Linked DNA regions of Sus scrofa: region 1 is linked to region 2. The links are chromatin contacts, called in public targeted proximity ligation maps. All regions are on one chromosome and are shown on one strand. The core of a region is the stretch at or near the end of the contact, and the rest is flanking DNA. Distances in the headings are between cores, read along the strand shown.

Region 1 (2,700 bases), core at 80-2,579, 240 kb before region 2:
AATTTTAAAAGAATCCTTAACATTTTACTGTGTTGAGAACAATCCTTTGACTATGTGGTTCGGTCTTTTTCTGGAGTCTAGGCACAACAGTGTCAGTATCAGAGTTAGAGGCTTTATATGCCTGTTTGCTTTGACCTAGACATTGAATATGTGCTGATATGAGAAATCTGAAAAAGAATTAAGGCTAAGTAAAGAATTAAGACTAAAACTTAAAGGGTTTAAGGGTGAGTAAACAAACATCTGTCGTTTCGTTGTCAATTTCTGCCGGTGTAGACTGCAGAATATTTGTTGTTTGAATCTTGTTCACTCTGAGCACTCTAGGACTTGTGTGGGTTTCCCCCAGAGTAGGAAGGATTGTAAATGCAGTAGTTCATGAGGATGAGCTACCCTAGTGTTATACCAAGGATGGCATTTCTGGAGTGGGAGAAGAGGATGGCAAAAACTAAGAGAAAAGACTAGTGTCTTTTTTTTCTCGAAGAAAGTAAATAGACTCTGCTAAATTGTGTTTTCCTTGCCTTCTCATTTGCATCTTAGCTTTGTGGATAAGTTAACGTAACCTGTATGAGAATGACATAACTTTACTACCTCTTGCCTGTTCTAACTGCATTGCGTGAGAGGACTAATCTATGGCCCACATTTTTCTCCAGGGCTCTCTGCGGAAGTGAGTCAATACATTGTTTCTGGCTTTACTTGCTGTCCCTCCCTACCATGCCAGTGCAGGGCACATTGGAATTTTCCAGGTATATCCTTAGAGGAGGAGGTACAGGGGAGGGCCAGAGCAGGGAATCACAGTGCTGGGGACCGGGGAAGGGGGATTTTCTTGATTGTTCCAGGAAGTATTGAAAGTGAACCAGATGGAGTAGGAGTAAAAAAATTACCTGATTTAAAAATATACCAAACAGTGAAAAGTCCTTATATAAAGTATCTTTTATCATCATATTTAAAAAACTTATTTAAAATGAAAGCTGAGATTCTTTTTAGCATGAATTTCAACACCTTTTCTTGTGCTTGTGCCAAGAACACAGTGTTCTGTTAAGTCATTCAGTGACGAAGATTTCTGGCTTGCTGCCACCCAGGGTCAAGTTCATTCAGATGAGTTTCAGTGTAGGTTCTGAACTGAGTGAGAAACACTCCTCTTGTCTTGTCATGTTAGGTGGGTCTGGAGAATTAATTGTTTTAAATAAGATTATTAATACTTTTGTCTTTCAAGAATATAGTTTTTATGGCTTCATATACAAACATTGCTTTTGATGTCACCTTGCCTGCTTGTTGACTCTCCACGCCTGAATTGGTAAAATTTCACTGCTCTCTGAACCATGCCAGAGGAGAATCTAGTAGGCACTACATGCACTCTGGTGTTATGTGCTGTATTGCTTTATACCACTGAAGAAAACACACAGTAGTCAGAAAGTGCTTCTCTCAGTCACATATGCAAATTAAAGCTAGAAAAGATCAATTAGAAGTAAGAAAAAGACTGTCAAGATATATCCATCTTTAAGGCTTTTATTCATCCTTTCATGCGTTGGAATGAATGGTTCTTTCTTAGGGTCTTGGTTTTTTCCTCACTTACCATCTTTGTTTTCCAGTTACAGAAATGTATTGCCTCTGTTGTATTAAAAATGCAGTAAGTAAAAAAAAAAAAAAAATGCAGTAAGTATGCATAAAGCTAAAGGTTGGATCAGTTTTGCCTGAAAATTATACATGTGTAAATAAATTTTTCTAAAAATACTAAATTTGCATATATGTAAATGAGCAACCATATCTTATAGCTCACTAGTTATAAGGTAAGATATGTTTTTCCCTATTCATTGCAGAAGATAACATTTTTCCCTATTCATTGCAGTGTTTAAGCTGATTAAGTTTGTGTTGATACTGATAAAAGTTTTAAAGAAGGCTTGTATTGGTGTCTGTATTAATATGTGATTTTTTTTGGCTAAAGTCCAGTAATATTTCTTTTTTTGTGATCAATCACTGTCTTATTCATTAATGCCTTTCTGGAATTTGATGCCTTGTCCTCAGCTGCTCACCAAGTACTAACAGCCTGGTCAGTTAATGGGTAACGGTCATGTTACAGGTCAGACTTGTGATGATGGGTATTTAGGTCTGGGAATCTATTTCATATCATAAAAAATAATCAAATGAAGCAAATAAGTCACAAAAGTGCTTTTATAGACTTAATATTAAGGATTTAAAACCAAACATGTTATCAAAAGCTATAATATAAACATTTCTTTGGGGTATTTTTCTGCATGGGTTATTTTGGCTGGGCTTTCAATAAAGCTTGAACAGAAGAAATTTTTTTCCCATCAAATCTTGGCAAAAATACTAATTTATCACTTTACCAAGGACCTTTGAATGATATTAAGGTTTTTTTTTTTTTTTTTTTTTTTGAGGTTCCCAGGCTAGGATTCTCATCGGAGCTACAGCTGCCGGCCTACGCCACAGCAACGCTGGATCCAAGCCACATCTGTGACCTATACCACAGCTCACGGCAATGCCAGATCCTTAACCCACTGAGCAAGGCCAGGGATGGAACCCGCAACCTCATGGTTTCTAGTCGGATTCATTTCTGCTGTGCCTGGATGGGAACTCCAATATTAAGTATTTTTAAAGTAGATTGGATATATGTAAATTTCTCAGAATGCCTTATATTGTTAAATGTTGAAAGGAATATACTGCTTACTTCCCCTTCTGCTCAAG
Region 2 (2,700 bases), core at 94-2,593:
GTGCACAGAGGTACAGCAGAGGGAATGTTTAGGAGTTGTACAGTCTGCGTCGATGGGGCTGGGGGTAGGGTCGTTATTAAGGAATCATCTCAGATGCTCCCTTAACAGGAAATAAGCAGTGGCGAGAGCTCTCCTGGGGGAAGAAACTTCAGTGGCAATTTCCTTCCTTTGATTTCCCCTCTTCAAAAAGACTACCCTCTTCAAAAAGATTACCCCAAGTTCCCTTGGGGTTTGATGTCCAGAATCTCTTTGCTCCTTGCTGTGGTTGGAAACCCTCTTTTAAGGGACATGCCTAAGAATTCTTTCATCATTTTGAAAAATGAAAACCACCCAAGTTTCTGGAAGGAGAATAAAATGTCACTGAAAGAGAAGGTGCCAACTCCTAAAACCAAGGATGCTCAAAGAACTGACTGAATGAAATGAAGCACAGATCCATGTAAAACATGATGCTGAGCGAAATAGTCCCACATAGGATCACAGGTTGTAGGAACCTATTTATATGAAACAAACAGACAGAATGCAGTTTGCTGGTTCTGGGAGGAGGGAGCAGAAGTGACTACTGACGGGTACAGGGGCCAGATGACATTGTGAATGTGCAAAGTATCACAGAACTATGCACTTTAATGTGGCTAATTATTGATTTACATTAATTTTGTGGGTTTTTACAAGTTGGGGGGGAAATGAACTGATTGCCTAAAAAGTGTTTACACTGAGTTATGAAAACAGCTATAGTGTTTCATAAGTCCAGTTGGAGAAGAACAGTTTCTAAATGAAACTTCTGGGCATAATTTCACATAGCTCAAAAAGACCAACTGGGAAATAGAGGCTCAGAAAGGACATGACAATTATTTAACCTTAACCATTTAGGACAGATTTGTTTAGTAAAATGGCTACCCCTCTAAATCAGTCATTACCTTTATCTTTTCAATGAACACTCCTTAAGAGGAAAATATTACATATCTATCTGTATAATCAGTGATAGAGACACTGAGTAAAGCATCTGAAGGGGAAAAACAGCAGATTAGAAAAAAGGCTCCACGCACCCATCAGGTTGATCACAGGAAGAGGAGGAGCAAGAACCACAAACCACCTGAAAGAGTCGTTTGAACTGTGTAAGCCAAGCATTAACCATTGTCAAGTTTACTGCCCTAGTAGTGTTTCGAAAAACTCTTTAATAAAGATGCACTTACCGCGTCATCAGTTAGGTAAAGAGGCTTTGCTCTCGCTGGCCTTTGCATGTCTCTCTCCACTTGTCCGTTAACACAGCACCCGAGTGTAGCCTCAGAGCTGGAGTCACAGTCGAGTTTTCAGACTGCTGAGCTTCCAGCAGGGAAGCCCTGAGAGTCTACTAAGATTTTTGCTGGGTGGGTGGGGCTTGTAGGTTCATCCAGTTTCCAGGCAGACACCGTAAATTCATTCCTGTTATCTTTTGACAAAAAATAGCCTGCCGTGCTGAGGCCAAGTGTTATTTATTGTCATGTCCTCTGTAGCAGTTAACAGAGTGTTCAGTAAAAACCTGACGAAAAATGATGACGTCTGAACCAAAACTGTCACAGTAGTTCTTGGTCATATAAAAACATAACAGAACTTTTAGTAGCAGTCTCAGAAGCGGCTCTGATCATTCCCCTTGCTCCACCACCTTCCCTGCCATGATCGAGAGACAGAATAGCACCAGTTACATCGGGGGGATTTAGCTGTGTCAGCCCAGCTTGTGCCAGGGGACTTGCTGTTAAAAGACAACACCAAAACTTCAGAAGTAGAACTCTGGCCAGCATTGATCTATGTCTTTATTGTCTTATTTTTACAAACAAAATGGGAAGAGAAAGATGAGTAATCCAGAAGGATGATAACTAGAGTTGGAAGTGTTCTATTTCTTTCCAGGAAAGGAATTAAACCCACTTGGAAATTGCTAGCCTTGTCAGTTATATGATAATAATGATAGAGAATGGTTAATGAAGCCAGTGGAGTTGAAAATACAGAGATTGTAGTTAAAACAGGGATTGGAGACACCAGAAGAAATATCAACTGATGCAAGAACATTAAAAACAACTGCTCCCTACCCCTCCAGGTTAGGAATTTATCTGGTGAATTTACCTGCACACAATAGTAAGTCTAGAATTCAGTAAGTGAACAGGATTTTTTTTTTTTTCATTCTTTCCTTCTCTTAGAAATCTCAACACTCCCCCCATCCCCCCACCATTCTCACAAAAATCATAATTATCTACCAGCAGGGGACCGGTAGTTTTAAAACTTTTGAGCTTTTAAAAAATAGAAATCCAAAAAGAAAGTTCCATTTTAATAACAAATCCATGTGGTGGGACTGTTCTGTTCAAAACTGGGAGCTGGGTGGGTCGGAGCCACTGTAACTTCCCACTCAGCTCCCAGGGCTTCGTGGTTTGCAATTATTGAGGATTAATTGCTGTTATAAACATGTCACATTATCAATATGTTCTTTTTCTCCCTCTCTCAAGATAATAGCCTGTGGCAGTGGCTATTATTATGGGGACATGTGATTCAGAAACTAAGTGGAGTGTTCCTTGTTAACCTCAAATATGAAATACGGATTTTTAAAATATGCTTTCGTTAAGTGCCTTCTTAAATATAGAGAGTCTTACACATTTTAATTTTAGGAGAAATACTCTTAAATCTTTATGTTTGCCAATGAAATTCCTGTCTATATGGGATGCTGGAAGTGGAAAG

Evidence for each region.
Region 1: a contact with region 2 is called in a targeted proximity ligation map of skeletal muscle. A contact is called at or near these places in 2 of 2 datasets of targeted methods (alveolar macrophages and skeletal muscle).

What each region holds. Positions count from the first base shown.
Region 1 is chr4:80,142,075-80,144,774 of Sscrofa11.1, reverse strand. All of the region lies in intron 5 of SPIDR (DNA repair-scaffolding protein), which reads left to right. Among named protein-coding and RNA genes, the nearest start is that of SPIDR, 47 kb to the left of the region's middle.
Region 2 is chr4:79,907,029-79,909,728 of Sscrofa11.1, reverse strand. All of the region lies in intron 11 of SPIDR (DNA repair-scaffolding protein), which reads left to right. Among named protein-coding and RNA genes, the nearest start is that of CEBPD, 36 kb to the right of the region's middle.